Linked DNA regions of Macaca mulatta: region 2 is linked to region 1. A link is a contact called in public Hi-C data. All regions are on one chromosome and are shown on one strand. The core of a region is the stretch at or near the end of the contact, and the rest is flanking DNA. Distances in the headings are between cores, read along the strand shown. Region 1 has its middle 39 kb from the start of PTPN1. Region 2 overlaps RIPOR3 (RIPOR family member 3).

The links. A called contact is a pair of places that touch in the nucleus more often than the background predicts.
Region 2: a contact with region 1 is called in a Hi-C map of blood, with 2.9 times the contacts expected there. The contact joins two enhancer-like sites. A contact is called at or near these places in 7 of 14 Hi-C or Micro-C datasets (CD4 T cells, blood, cortical neurons and 3 more).

The regions. Positions count from the first base shown.
Region 1 is chr10:103,325,154-103,331,414 of T2T-MMU8v2.0, reverse strand. No RefSeq gene overlaps it. Among named protein-coding and RNA genes, the nearest start is that of PTPN1, 39 kb to the left of the region's middle. Within about 2 kb of position 3,899, at least 3 of the 40 cell types and tissues checked have an H3K27ac peak or open chromatin away from gene starts, as enhancers often do. A contact at or near this core is called in blood, where this site is marked.
Region 2 is chr10:103,442,080-103,448,408 of T2T-MMU8v2.0, reverse strand. It overlaps RIPOR3 (RIPOR family member 3), which reads left to right. Exons shown (of 23, transcript XM_077951985.1): 21 at 1,722-1,805; 22 at 3,277-3,367; 23 at 3,833-5,032. The coding sequence ends at 3,933. Among named protein-coding and RNA genes, the nearest start is that of PTPN1, 78 kb to the right of the region's middle. Within about 2 kb of position 3,053, at least 5 of the 40 cell types and tissues checked have an H3K27ac peak or open chromatin away from gene starts, as enhancers often do. A contact at or near this core is called in blood, where this site is marked.

The DNA.
Region 1 (6,261 bases), core at 2,650-5,149:
TCCACAAGTCCGTTGGCATTAGACAGCCGAGCGCCGTGGCTAACGCCTGTAATCCCAGCACCTTGGGAAGCTGAGGTGGGCGGATCACGAGGTCAGGAGATCAAGAACATCCTGGCCAACACAGTGAAACTCTGTCTCTACTAAAGATACAAAAAATTAGCCGGGTGTGATGGCACATGCCTGTAGCCCCAGCTACTTGGGAGGCTGAGGCAAGAGAATCACTTGAACCCGGGAGGCAGAGGTTGCAGTGAGCCAAGATTGTGGCACTGCATTACAGCCTGGGCAACAGAGCAAGACTTCATCTCAATACATAAATAAATAAATTAATTAAATTAAATGAATAAATGGCATTAGACAATACGTACTCCTTGGTGTCTGGCTTCCGTTGCTCAACAGAATGTCTGTGAGATTGATTTGTGTGGGCTGTAACAGTAGTTTGTTCATTTTCATCCTTTTAATATATGTGTGTGTATATATATATACGCACTAAAATGATGTATACTAATAATATATTTAGACTATTTCAGTAAACTTCCCAGATTATATATTAAATAATATATTTGTGTGTGTGTGTATATATATACACACACATACATACATATGTACACATTCATATATATATAGTAAACATTTGTCCATTCTGCTGTTGAACACTTGGGCCATTTCCAGTTTTGGGTTATTATGAATAAAGCTGCTATGAACATTCTTTTCTTTTCTTTTAGAGACAGAGTCTTGCTCTGTTGCCCAGGCTGGAGTGCAGTGGCACGATCTTGGCTCACTGCAGCCTCTGCCCTCCGGGTTCAAGCAATTTTTCTGCCTCAGCTTCCCTAGTAGCTGGGATTACGGGCATACACCACCACGCCCAGCTAATTTTTGTATTTTTAGTAGAGACAGTTTCATCACATTGGCCAGGCTGGCCTCAAACTCCTGGCCTCAAGTGATGTGCCCACCTCGGCCTCCCAAAGTGCTGGGATTACAGGTGTGAGCCATCGTGCCTGGCCTTTTATTTTTTATTTTTATGCCCTGCCCTTTTCCCACTCCCCACCCTCACCATGGCCCTAGGCAGGGTTGGGGAAGCGGAGAGAGGGGGAAGTTGCCACTCAGATGTTTATTGACTTCTCAACCTTAACACACCCCGCCCTGGGGTACCCAAGCAAAATCTGGACACCTTTCTCTAGCCTTCCCAGCCCAGTAGACTCCATCACCACCCATGTGGCCACGTAAGCCAGAAGTCGGCCTTGAATCTTCCTCGAGTCTGCTCCGTTACCTCTCCTGGGCCACATCCAACTCATCCATTGCAATTTCAAACTGTCTTCAATCTGCCTGCTCATCTTCACCACTGCCACCTCTCAGGTACAGCCCCCGGCTCCCTGTCCCTCCCTCAGGGAACTGTCCAGCCTGCTGAGCAGTCTCCTGATTTGCGTCTTGCCTTCCTCCAGTAGTTTCTCCAAATGGCAGCAAGATGCTCTTAAAATGGAAATCAGATCATCTTCTTTTGAATGTCTTCCCACTGCATTTGGACTCAAGACCAGACTCCTAAGTGGTGATCTACAAGGCTCAGCAGCCTCAGGCCACCACTTGTCACATGTCATCCTTCCCAGGCACACTCTTAGTTCCTGAAGTACACCAACCTCTTTCTCAGCCTGGGGCCTTTTGCATATGCTGTTTCTTCCCACAATCCGTTATTAGTCCATTGCATATCTTTCTAAGATGGTTTATGCATGTACAAGCAAATGTGAATATATATTCTGTTCCTCCCCACTCCCTTAAAATGTTATGAGTCCATGCTGTGTGTGAATAAATCTGTAGGAAGAACTCCTAAAAGCAGAATTGCCGTGGTAACAGCTATGGTCATTTTAAACTTCATGAATAATGTTCATGTGGAATCGCGTCAGTTTACGAGTGCTCATTTTCAGACACGCTTACCAACACAGCGGATTGTCAGTTCGAGACTTTGGTTAAACCAATGCAGTGGTGTGTGTGGGGGGGAGGGGGTGGCGGTGGGAAATGGTATCTCATTTCTCTTTTTATACATGAAATTGAGCTTTTTTTTTTTTTTTTCGAGTTGAAGTTTTGCTCTTGTTGCCCAGGCAGGAGTGTAATGGTGCGATTTTGGCTCACCAGAACACCTCCCGAGTTCAAGTGACTCTCCTGCTTCAGCCTCCTGAGTAGCTGGGATTACAGGCATGCACCACCACACCTGGCTAATTTTGTATTTTTAGTGGAGACAGGGTTTCTCCATGTTGGTCAGGCTGGTCTTGAACTCCCAACCTTGAGTGATCTGCCGGCCTTGGCCTCCCAAAGTGCTGGGATTACAGGCGTGAGCCACTGTGCCTGGCCAAAATTGAGCATCTTTTGATATGCTTAACAGCCATTTGCTTTTTCCTCTCTTCGACCTTTTTTTGACCATTTTCCCACTGAGTTATTCATCTTTTCTTTTATTTTGAGACAGGGTCTCACTCTGATGCCCAGGCTGGAGTACAGTGGCATGATCACGGCTCACTGCAGCCTCAACTTCTTGGGCTCAAGTGATTCTCCCACCTCAGCCTCCTTGGTAGCTGGGACAACAGGCGTGCACCACCATACCTGGCCAATTTTTGTGATGGGGTTTTGCCATTTTACCCAGGCTGTTCTCAAACTCCTGGGCTCAAGCAATCCACCCACTCTGGCCTCCCAAAGTGCTCGGATTACAGGTGTGAGCTACCACACCTGACCTAAAACATTTGTTAATTTGCCCTTCTTCTTTTACCCACTAAGATGTTAGCTCCTTGAGGGCAGGGACCACTCATATCTTGTTCACCATTGTATCCCCAGCAGCTTCCACAGTGCCTTGCACACAGGAGGTGTTCATGGTGGACATCTGTAGCTGTGTTCACCTTTTTTTTTTTTTGAGATGGAGTTTTGCTCTTGTTACCCAGGCTGGAGTGCAGTGGCGCAATCTCAGCTCACTGCAACCTCCACCTCCTGGGCTCAAGTGATTCTCCTGACTCAGCCTCCTGAGTAGCTGGGATTACAGGCACCCACCATCACGCCCAACTAATTTTGTATTTTTAGTAGAAACAGGGTTTCACCATGTTGGCCAGGCTGGTCTTGAACTCCTGGCCTCAAGTGATCCACCGGCCTTGGCCTCCCAAAGTGCTGGGATTACAGGCATAAGCCACCACACCTGGCTGCTTCTAGAAAATGTTTATGCCAAAAAAAAAAAAAAGAAAGTAAAATAGAAAATTTTTATGCCTATGTGAATACATTTATATGTACATGCCAACATATTGTTTCACTTTTCATTTTCAAAAATGATTCTACTATGCATTCTGTTCTGTCCCTTCACTTTTTCATTTAGTAATATCCTCAACCAATGACTCAGAGGAAAATGGATGAGGGATATATACACACAAGTGCACAGAAAAGGAAATACAAATAGCTCATAAACATATGAAAGGATGTTCAACTTCCTTTATAATAAGAAAAATGCAAATTAAAAGTACACAGAGATCATTTCTCGCCTATCAGATTGGCAAAAAATCCCAAAGTCTGATAACACACTGTGTTGGCAAGGCTGCAGGCAAAAAAAAGCATTTTTGTACCTTGTTGGTGGAGGTGGAAATTGGCACAATCCTATGGAGGACAATTTGACCATATCTGTTGAAATGACAAATATATATATACTCTTTGATGCAGCAGCCACAGCTTCTGAAAATGTATCTGTCAGATATTCTTGCTCAAGTGCAAAATGACATGTATCTGGGGTCGTATTTAGAGCAGAGGTTTATTGTCTATCTCCCTCATTAGAAGGGAGGACCTATGAGGGCAGGAACCTTGCTGGTCTTGCTCCCCCATGACTGCCCCAGCTCCTAGCACTGTCCTTTGAACATAGTAGATGTCACAAAGACAACGCTCACTCAATATCTACATGCTCTTCTACCTCTCGCAGCCTTCCTTGCAGTAAGGTTGGAAATACATGGCTCATTTATGCCCAGTGGGATATGCAAAAGTGATGAAAGCTACTTCCTGGTCTGGCCGTTAAAAAATTCCATGTTACCTTCTAGCTCTTTCTTTGCCTGCTGTGTTCATCTCTAAGACTTCCTGTTCCAGATAAAGAAGGTGAGGTAGGAGATCAGTAGGACTTATTTTCCAAGCACAAATCACAGCCCTGCTGATCAAAACAGGATGCAGTAAAGAAACTGGCTGAAACCAGCAGATGGTGACAAAAGTGACCTCTAGTTGCCCTCACTGCTCATTAGCATAAAGACACTCCCACCAGCACCAGGACAGTTTACAAATGCCAGGGCAATGACCCGGAAGTTACCTTATATAGTTCTGGGAACCCTCTGCCTCTTTTCTAGAAAAGTCTGAATAACCTGCCCCTTCATTAGCATATAATTAAGAGTGGGTATAAATATCGGCAGCCCTGGTCTGCAGGGACTGCTGTTCTGGGCTGCTTTGGAGTAGCCTTTGGAGTAGCCCTGCTTTATCTGCAGAGCAGTCCCTCTGCTGCACACTGCTGCTCTAATAAACTTGCTTTCTTTCACTGTTGGCTCACTCTTGAATTCTTTCCTGAGTGAAGCCAAGAACCCTCCCAGGCTGAGCCCCGATTTTGGGATTCATCTGCATCAGCCTGTTCCAGATGGAGAAAAGTACTCAATTTGTATCATAATGCAAAGCAAGAAATGAACCTTTGCTGCATTAAGTCACTGCAATGCTGGCTTTGTCCCTACAGCATAGCCTATTTTATTCTGACTAAAGTACTGTGGTAGGTGCTCAATAAAAACTTGTTGAATAAATCTAAGCTGTAATGAGCATTCTTGTGCCCTGGATGAGCTACCATGTTGCTGGGTCAAAGAGTACATATTTAATACTTTGGTAGATAGCACAAACTGTCCTCCAGAAATTGTACATCAATTTTTGTTTGTTTGTTTTATTTTGTTTGAGACAGGGTTTCACTCTGTCACCCAAGCTGGAGTGCAGTGGCACAATCACAACTCACTTTAGCCTTGACCTCCTAGACTCATGTGATCCTCCCACTTCAGGCTCCCGAGTAGTTGGGACCACACGCATGCCCCACCACGTCTGGCTATTTTTTTTTTTTTTTTAATTTCTTGTAGAGACGAGGTCTAGCTATGTTGCAGAGGCTGGTCTTGAACTCTTGGGCTGAAGTGATCCTCCCACCTTGGCCTCCTAAAGTGCTGGGATTACAGGTGTGAGCCATGGCACCCGGCCAGTTTGCATTAATCTATATTCCCACCAACAGACATAATGATAACTCACACATAGAGATCTTGCTCTGTTCCAGGCACTATGCTCAGGGCTTTGTACATATGAAATACATTCACGCCCACAACAGACCTATGTGGTAGGTATGATTATTGTCCCCATTTCACTGATAAGGAAATGGCAGCACTCGGAAGTTAAATCACTTGCCCAAAGTCACACAGCTGGTAAGAAGGGGAGTGTTTTTAAAATTACAAATTTCCAATGTCCTACTTCTTCCAATGAACGGGCCAAGGTCCAGGAGTCTAAGACTCCCCATATGCTGCTGATAGTCAGCCAGCTTTGGAAACCAGCTCCCTGGAGGACTTAAGCTAAAGGTGCCAAAGAGTAGGTTTTATTTATTTATTTATTTTTAATAGAGAAGAGTTCTCGTTATGTTGTCCAGGCTGGTCTTGAACTCCTGGGCTCAAGCAATCCTTCCACCTTGGCCTCCCAAATTGCTGAGATTACAGGTGTGAGCCACTGTGCCTGGCCAAGTTATTGTTATTTTTTTAATGCTGCTATAACATAGGGGCCTCCTTGGCAGGCATCTTCCTTTAGAAGGTCTTAAGTATTTATTGAACAGGAATAAACTGATATAAGTGAATCAAACTTGTATACTTCCTTCTGTTAAAAAATAAAAATGAAAAAAAAGAAGGCCAAGTGTGGTGGATCACATCTGTAATCCCAGGCACTTTGGGAAGCCAAGGAGGGAGGATCACCTGAGTCCAGGAGTTTGAGACCAGCCTGGGAAACACAGTGAGACTGCATCTCTAAAGAAAATTTTACAAAGAAAATTAGCCAGGCATGGTGGTGCACACCTATAGTCTCAGCTACTCAAGAGGCCAAGGTGGATCACTTGAGCCAAGGAGTTCAAGGCTGCAGTGAGCTATGATCACACCACTGGACTCAAGCCTGGGTGTCAAGCAAGACTCTGTTTCAAAAAAATACCAACAAACCAAAAGAAGAAAAATCAAGAAGAAGAGAAGAAGGAGGAGGAAGAGGAGGAGGAGG
Region 2 (6,329 bases), core at 1,804-4,303, 120 kb before region 1:
AGGTTAAGAATTCTTTCAAAAATCACAACTCTAATACCATTACCTTATCTAAAAAATTAACCATGAATTTCTTTGTATCATACATCTTATGTTCAAATTTCCAAGCCTCAAACATCCTGTTTTTTGCTAAACTAGGATCTACATAAGGACACATATTGTGATTGGCTGATGGTTTTCAATTTCCACTTAATCTAAAGGCTTTTTCTCCATTTCTTTTTCTGCTTGCAATTAACTTGACAGTCCCAGGTTGTTCTAGACTATCTAGACTTTGCTGCTTGCAGGAAGTTTAATGGTAGTTTAATATATTTGTTTTCTGTAGTTCCTGAAAACTAGTAGTTGGTTGGCTTCCAGGATCCATTGAAGTCAGGTGTATTTTGTTTTTTTGGGTTTAGGGGTATGGGGGTATCTTTTCATACTGTAAACAAGGCCTCCATGGCCAGATGTGGTGGCTCACGCCTGTAATCCCAGAACTTTGGGAGGCCGAGGCAGGTGGATCACTTGAGTTCAGGAGTTCGACACCAGCCTGGCCAACATAGTGAAACCCCATCTCTACTAAAAACATAAAACAATTAGCCAAGAGTGGCAGTGCATGCCTGTAGTCTCAGCTACTCGGGAGGCTGAGGCATGAGAATTGTCTGAACCTGGGAAGCAGAGGCTGCAGTGAGCCGAGATTGTGCTACTGTACCCCAGCTTGGACAATGAAGTGAGACTCTGTTTCCAAAAAAAAAAAAGCCCTTCGTCTTCATGTGACAGACTTGAGAGAGTAGGAAACACTGAGGTGGGGGCCAACCCAGTGACAGATCACTTGCCCTCAGGTGAGGGTGCTGAGGAGGGAGTGGGCTGCCATGACCTGGCACCCCGGGATTAGAGGCAGTGGGTAGTGTGACATTTCCATACTGATATGGCCTGACAGCCTTCACCAGTGCCCTGTGTAGGAGGAGCGGGAGAACCCGATCCTACTCCCAGTCTCCCTGTCTTCCCAAAGCAGCAGACACTTCGGAGAGCCACCTGCAGATGGGCCCCCCCACCGCCCCACCCGTGCAGTTGAAGGTGCAGCCACTCGACTGAGTGAGCACAAACCCACTCCTGGGTTTCCCTTTGCAGCCGCAGATGCTGGACTCCCCTGCGGGCCGGGCACAACCCCGTGTGCTTTCTAACAAACCCTACAGCGACGCATGAAACAAGTGCCAGCTTTGTTTTCAGCTGAGTCAAGTTAGGCCCAAAGACATGAACTGATGTGGCCATGGGCGTGAGACTGAAGAGGGCACGGTCACCGCTGAGATTGGACAGGGGGGGCTGAGGGGAATAGGCAGGTTTCCCTCTGGCCTGAGGCAGCAGCGCTGCCCGTTTTCAGCTGCAGAGGGCGATGCACATGGTATGATCAGTTCTTCTGTTGCTCTGAGCTGGGCATCTGATGTCTCTCAGTCAGCATTTTATAGACAGCAGTTTCAGAATGCACTTCTGGAATATCATTAGACAAAAGGAGTTTTCTTCATTGTATTAGCCCTGGGACCAGTTTTTAGGGATAAATTAAACACCACAGTATAGCTCTTGTGACTGTGTACACCTGGCCCAAAGATGGACTGATCCTGTCCTGAACGTTGTTTAGAGAAAGATGGGCACAGCGTGCCTTACTGTCGGCACCTGGCGGTTGATGGACCCGGAACCATGGACTCCACTCCTGCTCACCCCTCCATTCACAGCCTCCTTACTCTCCCCAGGCTGTGCTCTTCTACACCAACGCCCTGGCAGAGAACGATGCAAGGCTCCAGCAGGCCGCGTGCCTGGCGCTCAAACAGCTCAAGGTGAGCCTGACGTTTCTCCATTAGTGGCTGACAGAGAAGCCTGCTTGTGGTTAGGGTTAAGGTTAGTTAACTTTAAAATGATTTCACTGGGGCCGGGCCATGGTGGCTCACGCCTACAATCCCAGCACTTTGGGAGGCCGAGGTGGGCAGATCACCTGAGGTCAGGAGTTCGAGACCAGCCTGGCCAACATGGCAAAACCCATACACACAAAATTAGCTAGGTGTGGTGGCACATGCCTGTAGTCCCAGCTACTCGGGACTTGAACCCGGGAGGCGGAAGTTGCAGTGAGCTGAGATCGTGCCACTGCGCTCCAGCCTGGGCGACAAAGCAAGACCCCATCTCAAAAAAAAAAAAAAAAAGTATAAAATACAGAGATAGAAAAGAAAGTTATCCATCATCCTAGAATGTAGCAGAAGCAACGGCTGACATTTTGGTATGCTTCTTTTAAAAGTTTGTGGGTATGCGTGAGCATTTAAAATTGTTGATCCAAACATAGTTTAAAAACAGTCAACAAAACAAGAACATTTTGTGTTAGACTGGCAGCACTTTAGAATTCTTTATTTGTGGTTTTTTTTTTGGGGGGGTCTTTTTTTTTTCACTTTAGAATTCTGTATGAAGGGGCTATCAAGTATACACCTTAATTTAACCTACTCACCCGCTGTCATAGGAAATAGTTTTCTTTATCCAATTTTTATCATAAAGCATGTCATTGTGATCATGTTTGTGCATAAAGCTTTAAAAACAGAGTTCTGAATTATTTCCTTAGGCTAGACCCAATTCTAGGGCCAGAGAATATGAGCATTTTTGAGACTTGATACAACCCACACATAGATCCCATGGATGTGAGGGGATGCCCGCTTTCCCTCAGCCTCACCTCAGCCTCACCTGCATTTGGAATTGCACAGCTGCTAGATTAAAGATAGTTCAATACAGATTGAACTCGCTCATCCCATTCTTTCTGGGATGAATCAACAGGAAATTCTAAGAGGAGAAGCTGGTTAGGATCAGAAAACCAGCAAGGGCCGGGTGTCCAGTAGAGGGCGCTGCAGCGCATGCTGGTCCTTGGCCCGCAGGAGCAACCCGCGCCGGGGGCATGTGCCAGAGTCGGGCATACTGGCACAGGCTGCCCTGGAGAGTAGGGTAAAGAGAGCATGGGGGAGGCAGGAAGGTCCAGAAAGCAGCAGGTCTCCTCCTTTTCAATTCTAGCCTTTCAGCAGGCATCCAGGAAGACGAGTTCTGCCAACAGCCTGACTCCCTAGCAGGTGTCAGAGCTGAAGAGGCGAGACACTTCCACAGTCCAGAGGTGCCTCTCATGCACCTGAGGCCACCTAAAAAACCTGGAAGCCTGGAGAAAAAGAAGGGGCTGAGTCCCCAGAGACCACGCTAGGGCTGGCCCTGCAGGGCCGCTAAGTGGACTCTACCTGCTGTTGAGAAGGCCCCCAAAGGATTCTTTCTCCTAATCTCGAATAGGGCATTGAAAGCATCGACCAGATTGCCAGCCTGTGCCAGTCTGACCTGGAGGCCGTGCGGGCGGCAGCCCGGGAAACCACACTCTCGTTCGGTAAAGTGGCACAATCTGTGCAGCGCAGCGGAGTTCCTGGGGCCCTCAGAACCTGCGAGAGGCCACAGCCACACCCAGCTCTCCCAGCAGGCAGAACAGCTCTGGGGTACCCGGGATGGGCACCGTTAGCAGCCCTGGCACAGAGCCAACCTTCACCCTTTGTAGCATCCTGCCAGGGCTGGGTGGCAGGGAGTGTTCGCTATCTTCTTAGACTTTATGACCTTTGGGATAGAAGCCAGAGGCAAGGCAGGGTTCCGATTCAGCAGGACATCCTAGAGTTAAAGGCAAGGCCCCCCAGGCCATGTGAGTCACCAGGTGGGGGCTCCCGCACATACTCCCTCCCCTGCCGCTTTGCAGAGACCACCGGGACCCACAGTCACTAAGCACTAGGGCCACCTTGGCCCATGAGAGTCGGAAGTGCCAAGGCAGGATCCAATCTGGTGACAGGTCCCTTTGCTATTTCAGGTGAAAACGGACGGTTAGCTTTTGAGAAGATGGACAAGCTCTGCTCAGAACAAAGAGAAGTCTTTTGCCAGGAGGCAGATGTTGAAATCACAATATTTTAAAAAATCCTGGTCGTTGAGCACAAATCTCACATCGGTTTTTTGCCGCTGCCCGGCTTGGACATAGCCTGCGCGCTGGGTAATGGTGCTGTGCGCTCCTCCAGGAGTGTGAGCTGTCCAGAGCGCTGCCTGAGGCTCCGGCCACTGACCCAGCCCCAGGGCATGGGCTGGTCTTTTGTACAGAAGCAGAAAAAAGCAAGGCAGGGGCTGCCAGGCCTCAGTGGAGCGCTCGACTTCTGGCTGCGGGTCTGTGTGACCTTCCCAGAGATGCAGAGCTGAGCTGCACTAGGTGGCCACCTACAAAAGGGCCAAGGCCAGGCAAGTCGAGGCCCTAAATAAAAGGCTCCAAGACAAGTGTGTAGAACTCCAGGCCTCCCTGCCGGTCAGCTGCTTGGCACTTCTGGGTCAACAGGCGCTGGGATGCAGCAGGCTGGCAGGTGGCTGGCCCTGTTAATGCAAGACTGCTCAGGTCATTTCAGCAGCAGCCAGGTGTCACCTTGGTGAGCTGGGGAAGGCGGGAAGGCACAAAGCCAGGGTTTCTACATGCACACTCTCAGCCTGACCTGCAGCCAGAGTGCCGGTGGAACTCCCAGACAGCGGCTGGTGGACTGAGAACCTCATTTTCCCCCTGTTCAGCAGCACAAACGGAAGAAGCCACCACATCAGCCCAGGAGCCCTGAGTAGCACGGGCAGCAGGGCCACTCACTTTGGCCATCCGCACCCAAATGCAATCAAGCCAGCTTCGGAAGCTACCCTAGGGTCTCGTCAATAAACCGTTACAGAAGCCATCAACTGGCCTGAAGAAAGAGTTCACTGAAGAACACACTGTTTTAAAGAAAGAAAATTAGTTTCCTATTTAAGTCTTAAAAAAAGCAAACCATGTCCTGAGATGTCTGTGTTAATAGTGCAGACAGAACCTAGGGTTTGAGGTTGCTGTAGCAATGGCATTGGAGAACTTTAACTTGAACATTCTCATCGATACTTCCTGTACATATTTTGTGCTTTTTGGTTTAACTTAGTATTTATTTGCCTTGTTCATATGTTCCATTTTCTGAAATTTCAATTAAACTATTTTAATTGGTGTTTCACTGTTTACCCAAAAGAGTAGACAGCGGTTGTTTCCCCAAACACCTGCCAGTGGGGAGGTCACCCCTGTGGTCTTGTGGTGCGCTGTGGGGACACTTAAAGGAGGGCGGCCTCAGGCAGCGACTCTGGTAAACGCTGTCTCCAGGCTTCTCTGCATGCTCTCGAAGGCTCCAGGCGTGCTCTCCCCTATATGGGCACTCTGTGGCACAGCCTTTGCCCTTTTGCCCCATCTGATTTCTGGCAAACCCCCTCCTCTTTTTTTAAGCATCAGCAGTACCCACTTAGAGCAGGGGTCCTCAACCCCCAGGCCACGGACCGGTACCGGTCTGAGGCCTGTTAGGAACTGGGCTGCATGGCAGGAGGTGAGTGGCCGGCGAGCAAGCATTACTGCCTGAGCTCCACCTCCTGTTAGATCAGCTGCAGCATCAGGTTCTCATAGGAGCGCGAACCCTATCGTGAACTGCATGTGTTATTGTGAACTGCCTGTGCGAGAGATCAGCTTGCAAGCTCCTTATGATAATCTGATGCCTGATGATCTGAGGTGGAAGTTTCTATCCCAAAACCATGCCTCACCACCCCCAGGCCTGTGGAAAAATTGTCTTCCATGGAACCGGTCCCTGGTGCCCAAAAGGTTGGGGACCATTGCCCTAGAGCGTTCTCTTCTTGAAAGCTTAGAGGCCCTTTTTTATACCTGAAACAGTGGGAGCAACACTGACATCTGCAGCCCTAGGCCCCTGCGGGTCCACATGACCACAGCCTGTCCTTTTCCCAGTCTCATGAGCCTGGGCCTGCAGCCAGCTTTGAAACAGTCGAAGAACCTTGGAGGGTACCGGGGAACTCTTTGTACTATTTTGGCAACATTCTGCAAGTCCAAAGTTACTTCAAAACGAAAAGTCAAAAAAATCACTTTGGGGGGAATTTTTACATTGTTTAATTTTGTACACAAATGAAAAACTGTACTAATTTTTTATCTTATTTTTAAGTCAACTCTATATCAAATGGACTTTACGTACTGAGATGCGGTAACCATTGTGTCTTACAGGTAATTGGGTAAGGGACATGGTTTTGAGATTACAACTCAAAACACTGTTCTTCAAACAACACTGATAAGTTTGTTAAGTTATCCAAGGGCCCTCTACATGGAAAGCGTGGGTTTGGGAAGGAAGTGGGCTGAGGCCTAAGGTGTTCAGTAAGCTCACCCTCAAGGAAAGCGCTCCAGCCTGAGGGCGCTGGCAACGCGGGGATGCTGAGGTTAATTCTTAGAAGTGGAAAACTCTAACCCCAGCTGATTGACAACATCTGTTTCACATCAG